2 separate regions of the Sus scrofa genome follow, and region 2 is linked to region 1. A link is a contact called in public Hi-C data. All regions are on one chromosome and are shown on one strand. Each heading gives the region's core, a stretch centred on a gene start, on an enhancer-like site or on the middle of the called end of the contact. The rest is flanking DNA. Distances are from core to core; before and after follow the strand shown. Region 1 has its middle 11 kb from the start of TNPO3. Region 2 overlaps KCP (kielin/chordin-like protein).

Region 1 (5,409 bases), core at 1,564-4,063:
GTCAGAGTCAAAGAAAAATATCTGACAATGTAATCAGAGAACCCAGGGTGCCGCAGAGTGAAAAAGACTCAACCTGTCCCTGCTGCCTTGAAGATGAGAGAAGGAGCTCAGGAGCCAAAGAATGGGGGTGACCTCCAGAAGGCAGAGAAAACAAAGAAACGAGTTCCCCCCTAGGGGCTCTAGAAAAAAGCATAGCATTGCTGACATCTTGATTTCAGCCAAGTGAAACCCATTCTGGACTTTTGCCCTCCAACTGTAAGTTAAATGAAACTGTAAGAGAAATCTGTTTGTTATTTTAAGCCAGCAAGTTTTTTGGTAATTTGCTATAGCAGAGATAGAAAACTAATACTAAGGTAGTTGTTTGGTTTTTGTAAAATGACCTGTAGAGTTGAGCTATAGAAAATTGAGAGGAATACAAACGCTAGAAAACTAATACTAAGGTAGTTGTTTGGTTTTTGTAAAATGACCTGTAGAGTTGAGCTATAGAAAATTGAGAGGAATACAAACGCTTCTGGTCCATAGTTATGCAAATGATTTCTGTTCACAGAACTGTAAAAATTGGTAGTCTAGTGTGCTAAAATCTCATTTGAATTGCTTTTAACATTTTGTTGGTTTTTTGAATCAACTAATGAGTTGAATAAAATCTTTGACACAGGTTAATTTTATACCGCATGTTATTTATTTTAGAAAACCTATTCTCTGGAGTTCCTGTCGTGGTGCAGTGGTTAACAAATCCGACTAGGAACCATGAGGTTGTGGGTTCGATCCCTGGCCTTGCTCAGTGGGTTAAGGATCTGGTGTTGCCGTGAGCTGTGGTGTAGGTTGCAGACACGGCTCGGATCCCGCGTTGTTGTGGCTCTGGCATAGGCTGGCAGCTACAGCTCCGATTTGACCCCTAGCCTGGGAACCTCCATGTGCCTCGGGAGTGGCCCGAGAAATGGCAAAAAGACAAAAAAATAAAATAAAAATAAAAATAATTAAAAAACCTATTCTCTAGCATAGTCCATATATATTCAGATAGTCTTTGTATTCTGCCCTCTGTGCCTTTGCATTTAAGCTCTAATAATACTTTTGAATCTACTGTCATACCACTCACTAATTTGATTTCTATTTTTCAAGCAGTCCAGTTATCACCAATTTCCAAAAAGCAGTGCTAGCAAGGCCTGTAGTTGCTATCTCAAGGGGAAGGTGTTATATGTAGCAAGATTTGGCCACCACGAGGTAATTCTTGGAGACGTGGGAAAGTGTCGAATAGTGTATCTTTTCAATAGCAAAGCCCTTAAGGAGTATTTTCTATGGAGGCAGTAGATGTATTTTGATGCTTCTTTTCTGAGAATTTGTGCTAACATCTTCCATACCAATGTGCTGCTGAACATATTTATCAACAGGGACTGGGAAAGAGCCAAAGCACTATGTGCAGGAGTAACTGGTCAACCTTGCAAAGTGCTGCCTCCCTGGGCAGGGTGGGTGGGAGTGGACTGAGGGATCGCTCTCCATCCAGCCTGACACAGGTTCAGGGAGACAGAGACGCTGCTGCTGCTGCAGGAGGCCGAGGCCAGCCTCGTAGCTGGAGACCCGGGGCTCAGAGATATGAAGTGACTTTGCTCAAGTCTTACAGAGGGTGAATGGCTGATGGCAGAACTTGGACCTTTCCCAGTCCAAAGCCCAGCTCCTTGGTCACATTCCTTATTTCAGGCGTGGGCTGTGCTGTCCAGAGCACGCAGTATAGCTCTCAGGAGGAGCAGTCCTGCTTCAAGGAGTTCTGGATTGTCACAACAATTAGGTGACACTGCCGCCATCTGTTATTTATTTACTTTTTACTTTAAAAAATTAAAGTATGGTTGATTTACAATGTTATGCCAATTTCTGCTGTACAGCAAAGTGACCTGGTCATACACACACACACACACACACACACACACACACACACATTCTTTTTCTCATACTGTGTTCTATCATGTTCTACCCCAAGAGATTGGATAGAGTTCCCAGTGTCGCACAGTAGGACCTCATTACTTTAGAGGGAATGGGCCAAGCTTGCTAAGTTACCCTGCCTGCAGTGAGCGTGACAATGCAGCACAATGAAAAATTGTCCTGCATCCTGTCCAACTTTTGAACGACTCCTCTGATATTCAAGTAGCTGAAAAACTGTCTATAATTATGTCTAAAACCTGCTCTTTTGTATATAAGCACAAAATACGTTTTACGCCGTTTAAAAATACAGTGGCTTTCTCAGGAATGCAAGTGAAGGGATGTTAGTTAAGGGATGATTGTACTCTGTTTTGTTCAAAATTTTACCTAAAGTTGTTCACCCATTTGGGAAATAATGTCAGGGGCAGCAATGTGTGGGATTAGAGTGGTCCATGCAACCGTTTGCCTTTGTCTTTATTTGCAGCTGTTTGAATTTACAGTGAGTCTGCTTTAAGTAACTATTATTTCATTGCATGTTAGTGTAGTTGTGCTCAAGCATTTGTTATTATTTCATTTGCAATTATACTCTTAGTAGATTAGTTTTGTTGTAATTAACCAACCATTATTCTTTTGTTTCTCCTTTATACCATAGGGGAAACATAATGATTATCTTTTAAAATTATCTATAGACATAATTTCATTGTAGTAAAAGGAGAGGGTGATACCAAATACTTGCTCTAACAGGTAGGGAGGAGTTCCCATCATGACTCAGCAGAAACGAATCCGACTAGGAACCATGAGGCTGCGGGTTCGATCCCTGGCCTCGCTCTGTGGGTTAAGGATCCAGTGTTGCCCTGAACTGTGGTGTAGGTCACAGACTCGGCTCGGCTCTGGCATGACTGTGGCTGTGGTGTAGGCTGGCAGCTGTAGCTCTGATTGGATCCCTAGCCTGGGAACTTCCATGTGGTGTGGGTGCCGCCCTAAAAAGACAAAAGACAAAAAATGAAATAAAATAAAAAATAAACAGGTGGGGAGATTAAACCACTGTAATGGAATGAGCACCTGGCCAGGAAAGAGCAAAACCTTGATGGGGGCTCTTGGTTCTGCCTCTAATTTTGAGCCTGTCCCAATCTCTCAGAGAGTGCTTCCTCTTCTGTAAAACAAGCATAACCTCAGCCTTCTGCTTTTTCAGGGTGCTTATATTAACTAAATGACATCATGTAAAAACCACACAAGTACGTAAGGGCCATCTCTCAACATAGCCATGAATAGAACATGCTTTTGGGGGATGAAATTGAATACTGGACAATGCTTTTATCACTCAGGTAGGTAAATTTAGGCTTTAAATTGTTTGCCTAAAAGTGTTGAATAGGCACTTGACAAAAGAAGAGAGCCCAACCAAACGGCTGATAAGCTCATGAAAAGGAACTTGACTTCATTAGTCATCAGGGAGCTGTAAATTGTAACTACAAGGCAATACCATTACCCACCCACCAGGATGACTAAAATGAACAACCATATGCCATGTTGCCAAGAACATGAAGCAACGGAAGCTCTCACACATTGCTGATGGGAATGCAAATTAGTACATACAACACTTTGGAAATCTGTTTGGCAGAATCAGTTAAACAAGCCTATGACCTGGCAATTCCCCTCTTAGTTATAAAGCCAACGGAAATGTGTACTTATATTTACCAAAAGCTATGCAGAAGAATGTTCATAGAAGTTTTATTTTTTTTTATTGATGTGTAGTTAATTTACAATGTTGAGTTAGTTTCTGGTGTACAGCAAAGTGACTCAGTTATACATCAATATATTCTTTTCCGGATTCTTTTCCATTATAGGTTATTACAGGGTATTTTTTTCTTTTCTTTTTTTTTTTTTAATAGGGCCACACCCTCGGCCTACGGAAATTCCCAGGCTAGGGGTCGAACCGGAGCTGCAGCTGCCGGCCTACAAGGATCCAAGTCTCGACTGTGAGCTACACCATGGCTCATGGCAATGCTGTATCCTTAACCCACTGAGCGAGACCAGGGAGCGAACCTGCATCCTCATGGATACTAGTTGGATTCATTTCCACTGTGCTATGACGGGAACTCCCTATTACAGGGTATTGAATCTAGTTCCCTGTGCTATATGATAGGACTTTGTTAGAAACATTTTTTTTTTCTTTTTGTCTTTTGTCCTTTTAGGGCCACACCTGTGGCATATGGAGGTTTCCAGGCTAGGGGTCTAACCAGAGCTATAGCTGCCAGCCTACACTAGAGCTCATGGCAACACCAGATCTTTAACCCATTGAGTGAGGCCAGGGATTGAACCCGGAACCTCATGGTTCCTAGTCGGATTCATTTCTGCTGCACCACGATGGGAACTCCAGAAACATTTTTATAATAACCCCAAACTGGAAATACCCCAAATGTCTACCATCAATAATGTAGATAAATTGTGGCTTATTTCTACAATCAATCGTATACTACACAGTGAGAATGAACCACGTGAAACAAGATACATCAATTTCACAATGTTCAGCAGAAGTCATATACACGATTATACATTGTTTGACTCCTTTTATGCAAAATTCAAAAACAGACAAAATTAATCTATGATGTTAAAAGTCAAAATAGCAGGTCCCTTGGAGGTGAGTTGTGACTGGAGGGAAGCATGAGGGGGCATTAGGGAAATGCTAAAAATGTTCTATTTTTTTATCTGGATGCTAGTTATATGGATGTGCTCATCTTGTGAAAATTGATTGAACTGTATATTTATGATGTGTGCATTTTCCTATGTTTAATTTGATTATTTTTAGAGAGATGATGAAACCAAAAAATAGTTGTGTACCTAGGCTTGTGCTGGTTTGGTCATATGCTTTGCTTGTTATTCTTGTGCCCAAGCTCTGGCATGTTTAAGGCTCCATTTGTGACCACAGAGCAGAACAAGGTTAATTCGATCATCCAGGGGTCAAAGTCAGCTTCAAGGTCCTGCAATCCAAGAAGGGGAGGTCAGGTCCACCCTTATGCAAAATACAAGAAAGATATTTACATGGGTTGTTAGTTTTCAGTTTTTCCTTCTCATTCTGGAAGAGGAAGGGGGGTGATGTGAAAAGGAAGTGAGAATGCATCGTATGAGATGACAGTTTGTGAAAACACCTTGCACACTGCAAAGCATTACAAAAAAGGTTATTAATAGAGGGCAAGGATAAGTGGGAAGACTGGCTTTGGGAGGCAGAAAGGAATAGTAAAATAGAAGGAGAAAATGAGGAGTGTCCCTCTGGTGGTATCTTTATTTTCCTCCCTTGGATCCTGGAGAACTTTGGGTCTTTTCTGGTGGTATCCGTCCATGGCGTTTATTTTCCTAGCCAGGCGGAGTCCCGATCTCCGCCGCAAGAGGGCGGTATTGCCACACTGAGCTGGGGTCTCATCCGCAGAATTGAGAGGCTTTTGCCCTGAGCACTAGAGGAATGGCCTGGGTTTAGTCTGGTTGAGGACCAGACTCGAAACT
Region 2 (5,409 bases), core at 2,103-4,602, 160 kb after region 1:
CTGCCCAAGGCTGCACGGAAGGTGGTTCTCACCAGGAGCATGGCCAAGAGTGGACCACACCTGGGGACCCCTGCCGGATCTGCCAGTGCCTGGTGAGCCCCGATGCTGCTCCCGGGCTGCCCCCACCCCTCCCCGACCCCGCACCCATCATATCTGCTCCTTCATTCCACTGAACACGTCCCAAAGGCGCTGTGTGGGGCAGAGATGGAGGACACTTAATCCTGGACGCCGTGAGGCCAGGCAAGGGCTTCTACCCTCTGTGTGTCCATTCTGAGCCCTGTAGGTGGGCAACAGGGGTTTGTGAACCAAACTCAAGCAGCTTCAGGCCGTAGGAGGAGTGAGGCCGGACAGGATGTGACAGGGGGCACCTGCTCCAGAGAGGGAGAAACAGTGGACTTGAGACATCTTAGAACCATGCTGTCTGATCAGGAGCCACTACATGGGGACACTGAGCCCTTGCAATGTGGCCATCTGGGGTTGGTAGTTGCAAATTCTATCATTCGGAGTGGATAAGCAATGAGATCCTGCTGTATAGCACGGAGAACTGTATCTAATCACTTGTGATGGAACATGATGGAGGATAATGTGAGAAAAGAATGTATGTTTATGTATAACTGGGTCACTTTGCTGTATCGTAGAAATTGACAGAACAATGTAAATCAACTGTAAAAAAAAAAGAAATGTGGCTTGTTTGTGGCTTGTTTGAGATGGGGTCTAAGTGTAGAACATACACTAGATTTCAGACTTAGCAGGAAAGAAAGGAATGCAAACTATCTCATTAACACTTCATGTTGACTACATGTTGAAATAACATTTTGGGTATATTGGTTTGAGTGGAACATAATATTAAAATTTAGTTCCATCTGTTTTTTAGGTTTTGGAATTTGACTACTAGAGAAGTTAAAATGACAGATGTGGCTCGTGCTATGTTTCTCACAGGCAGCACAGATCTAGAAAATCTTCATGGGGTGGAGGTGGTGTGTACTTAGGTCTTAAGGGGCAAGTAGGATTGAGGAGGGAGAGATGGAGAAGGACACTGTAGATACTATAGACTGAGTGTCTGTGTGTCCCCCAAATGCAAATGTTGAAATCCTAACCCCCAAAGTGAAGGTATTAGGAAGTGGGGGCCTTTGGGGTGATTAGGTCATGAGGGTGGAGCCCTCCTGAGTGGGATTAGTGCCCTGATAAAGGAGGCCCCAGAGAGCTCTCTTGCCCCCTTCCACCATGTGGGGACACAAGCCATTAATGAACCAGGATTGGGACTTTCACCAGACCGTGAGACACCTTGCACCGTGATCTTGGACTTCCCAGCCTTCAGAACTGTGAGAACTAAATTTTTGTTGTTTATAAGCCACCCGGTCTATGGGATGTTATTGCAGTAGCCTGAATGGGCTGAGACCCCAGGTGTAGGGAGGAGTCAAGGCAAAGCCTGGAGGAGAAAGGTAGGGACATGGAGGCCCAGGGTCCAGGCAGGGTGCATGTCCAGGAGGGCAGTGGTTCACGGGAGCTGAAGCCAGAGCCACAGAGCTTCCTGACGCCTTGCCAAGGACTAAGGACTCCATGGTGAAGGCCATGGGGCAGCCAGTGCCTTGGCAGCCATGTGCTTCCCCTCCCCCATTCATCTTGACACCCCCGCACCCCCCACCTGTGAGCAGAGTCACTGGCTGCCCAGACACTTAGGGGCTGGAGGTATTGAGCTCAGGTGTAGGTATGAACTCCAGGGATGGGTCTGTCTGGGAAGGACCATGGGAAGGAGCAGCAGCTACCATTCGTCAGCTGCTAGCTTTCAGAGGTGGCGGCCAAGCATGTACTTATCCCCATAACAAGGCTATGAGGACAGGACTATTATTGTCTCTCTCTCTTTTTTATTTTTTTATTTTTTTATTTTTTATTTTTATTTTTTTTTAAATTTTCCCACTGTACAGCAATTGGGTCAGGTTATCCTTACGTGTATACATTACAGTTACATTTTTTTCCCCCACCCTTTCTTCTATTGCAACATGAGTATCTAGACAAAGTTCTCAATGCTATTCAGCAGGATCTCCTTGCTCTCTCTTTTTTTTTTTTAATTAAAAAATATTTTAGGGCCACACCTGCAGCATGTGGAAGTTCCCAGGCTAGGGGTTGAATCAGAGCTACAGTTGCTGGTCTATGCCACAGCCACAGTAACGCCAGATCTGAGCCTCATCTGTAACCTATACCACCGCTCACGGCAACACCAGATCCTTAACCCACTGAGCGAGGCCAGGAATTGAACCCGCATCCTCATGGATACTAGTCGGGTTCTTAAGCCACTGAGCCACAGTGGGAACTCCTGTCTCTCTCTCTCTCTCTCTTTTTTTAATGAGTAAATTGAGGCCTAGGGACATTAAGTGACATGCTAAGTTATACATGTTTATTAGTTTCTAGGGCTGCTGTAAAAAAAAAAAAAATTACCCCAAACAGAGTGGCTTAAACAACAGAAATGAATTATCTCATAGTTCTGGAGGAAGAAGTCCAAGAGTGAGAGGTCAGCAGGGCTGGTCCCTCCTGAGGGCTGTCAGGGAGCATCTGTTCCAGGAGCTCTGGTGGGTGCCTGGCCATCCTTGGCATCCTTTGGCCTCTGCCAACATCTTCGCCTGTTGCTCTCCCTTTGTGAGTGTGTGTGTCCATGTCCAAATTTCCTCTTTTCACAAGGACACCAGTCATTGCATTAAGCCTGACCTCATCTGCTATGAGCCTATTTAAAGGTCACGCCCTGAGGTACTGCGGGTCAGCACTTCAGCATAAGGATTTGAACGGGGACACAACCCATCACATCTAATAAGTGTATGGGACTTATTCGATGGGACTCAAATGCTGTTTCTGCCACTTGCTGAGCTCTGACGGCCATCCCTCCCCCCACCCACTCTGCCCCCTACCAGGAAGGCCACATCCGGTGCCGCCAGCACGAATGTGCCAGCCTATGCCCGTACCCTGCCCGGCCCCTCCCGGGCACCTGCTGCCCCGTGTGTGATGGTGAGTCAGGGGGTGGGGCCTGGAGGGGCTCGGAAAGCCTCCCACGAAGGCCAGCACATGGGGTGGTAGGGGGCCCTGAAGAGGGGTTAAAGCACCCTCTTCCCAACAGGCTGCTTCCTAAACGGGCAGGAGTACCGCAGCGGGGAGCCCGTGGGCTCTGGGGACCCCTGCTCGCACTGCCGTTGTGCCGTGAGTGTGGCTGCCTGCCTGGCAGGGAGGGCCCGGCTTCTGGGCCTGCCTCTCCTGTGCTGACCAGGTCCTGTTGGCAGAACGGGAGTGTCCAGTGTGAGCCTCTGCCCTGCCCAGCCACGCCCTGCAGATACCCAGGCAGGATCCCTGGGAAGTGCTGCCCAGTCTGTGATGGTGAGTCAGGGGCTCGCATCACCAGGGAGGAGGGGCAGACACTGGCCCAAGAGAGGTTCCAGGTCTGCGGGGAGGGAGTTGCTTCCACTGTTCCTCCAGGAAGCCCCCTTGAACTAAAGTACCGGGGAAACTATTTCTAAACCTCCGCACGGTCACCCCAGGTGAGGGTGAGGGATGGGTCCTCACCTTGCCTCATGGCACACAGGGCACTGTGGCCAGCCCTTGCTCCGGGGGGTCGGGGAGGCCGGCCGAGTGGAAGACACACACGGTGACTGTCCTTTGTCGGGGTTGGGGGTGGATGCCTCGGGTGCCATGAGGCTTCCCCGTCGGCCTCCAGCCCTGTCCCCCAGTCCCTCTGTCATCCTGTCCAGGCTGTGAGTACCAGGGACACCAGTATCAGAGCCAGGAGACCTTCAGACTCCAAGAGAGTGGCCGATGTGTCCACTGCACCTGTCAGGTAGGCAGACTCACCGTCTCATGGCCCAGACCTGTCTCGTCCCTGGAGGGCCTCTCACCCAGCCTCCCTCCTAGGCCGGCGAGGTCTCCTGTGAGGAGCGGGAGTGCCCAGTGGCCCCCTGTGCCCTGCCTGACTCTGGCCCTCAGCTCTGCCCAGGTGTGTGTGTTGGAGGGGGGGCCATCAGGAAAGGGTGCTGTGTCCGGGGGCTAGAGATGGAGGAGTTCTCCTTCACAGCGGGGGCAGGGGGCTGCTGGGGAGTCCACCGGCCATTCCCGAGTGTGTTCAGAGGCTGCCATGGGGGTGGCAAAGCCAGGGAGGGGCCTGGGAAGGGTGCTGTGGTGTGCGAAGGACAGGGATGGGTGGACGTGTCTGGGTTGCCATGGTGACAGCCTCTCCTTGCGTAGCCTGCGTGCTTGATGGCGAGGAGTTTGCCGAGGGGGTCCAGTGGGAGCCTGATGGTCAGCCCTGCATGGCCTGCTCCTGTCAGGCTGGGGTGCCCATGTGCAGGGCTTTGCTCTGCTCCCCAGCCCCCTGCCAGCACCCTACCCGGCCCCTTGGTGAGTACCCCGTCCTGATCTAGCTTTCTTCCCCTGCTCTGCCCAGCCCACCCTGACTGGCTGGGCTCTGATCCACTTGCCCCACCCAGGCGCCTGCTGCCCCAGCTGTGAGAGCTGCACCTACCATGGCCAAGTATATGCCAATGGGCAGAACTTCACAGATGCAGATAGTCCTTGCCACGCGTGCCGCTGCGAGGTACCACCCCGGGGCTTGCCGCTGCCCTGCTGAGCCCCTCCTCCCGGGACCCACCCCCATTGCCCTTTTACCCGCTCCCAGGATGGGACCGTCACGTGCTCCTTGGTCAACTGCCCTCCCACAACCTGTGCCAGGCCCCAGAGAGGACCCGGCCAGTGCTGCCCCAGGTGCCCAGGTATGTGCTTGCTGCACCTGTCTGGTGGCGGGAGTGGGGGGTGGTGGCTAGATCCTGCCATTCCATGGCCCCATGGGCCCAGTGCATACCTTAGAAAGCAACGGCCTTCTGAGTTGCTTTCAATGTGACCCAGCTTGGCACTCTCCGGAACTGGCAGGGTGTGGGTGGGAGAGGGTAGAGGTCAGTGTGTCCCTTCCTGTTGCTGCAACACCCTCCCCGCCTCCGACACTTCCTCTCCCACCGCCTCCACCGCCTCTACCTACCTGTGTGCCACTGGTGCTCGCAACCAATGTTCAGGTTTTCTACTGGAGAGACGGGGAGCCGGGATGCTGGGGGCCCTGCACCGAGAGTGGGCAGGGCAAGTCGCACAAACACGGGCACACACATGCATGAGCCCTTTAGCTCTTCAACCGCAGGGGCACACACATCTGCCTGAGGGTAAAGGGACCAAATGCTCACGCGTGCACGCACACACACACACGGGTATGCTCAGAGAGATACATATGCTCGTCTCCCTCCATGGAGACAGCTTCCAAGTGGCACTTCTGCAGTGGCTCTGGACTCAAGGGCAAAGGGGCTGTCAGCCTGCTCCTTGCACTCTTGGTCTTTGCCCCAACCACCCACCCCCACTGCCCAGACTGTGTCCTGGAGAAACAAGTGTTTG

Evidence for each region. A called contact is a pair of places that touch in the nucleus more often than the background predicts.
Region 2: a Hi-C map of alveolar macrophages shows a contact between it and region 1, with 5 times the contacts expected there. The contact joins two enhancer-like sites. A contact is called at or near these places in 3 of 5 promoter capture datasets (fetal skeletal muscle and liver), 29 of 47 Hi-C or Micro-C datasets (adipose tissue, alveolar macrophages, blood and 15 more) and 2 of 2 datasets of contacts at active chromatin or transcription factors (alveolar macrophages and skeletal muscle).

Annotation. Positions count from the first base shown.
Region 1 is chr18:19,559,233-19,564,641 of Sscrofa11.1, forward strand. No RefSeq gene overlaps it. Among named protein-coding and RNA genes, the nearest start is that of TNPO3, 11 kb to the right of the region's middle. Within about 2 kb of position 2,814, at least 10 of the 83 cell types and tissues checked have an H3K27ac peak or open chromatin away from gene starts, as enhancers often do. A contact at or near this core is called in alveolar macrophages, where this site is marked.
Region 2 is chr18:19,721,374-19,726,782 of Sscrofa11.1, forward strand. KCP (kielin/chordin-like protein) reads left to right here. Exons shown (of 43, transcript XM_013990798.1): 11 at 10-92; 12 at 2,904-2,997; 13 at 3,107-3,186; 14 at 3,267-3,360; 15 at 3,732-3,817; 16 at 3,892-3,973; 17 at 4,222-4,374; 18 at 4,464-4,570; 19 at 4,652-4,745; 20 at 5,383-5,409. Among named protein-coding and RNA genes, the nearest start is that of ATP6V1F, 33 kb to the right of the region's middle. Within about 2 kb of position 3,353, at least 2 of the 83 cell types and tissues checked have an H3K27ac peak or open chromatin away from gene starts, as enhancers often do. A contact at or near this core is called in alveolar macrophages, where this site is marked.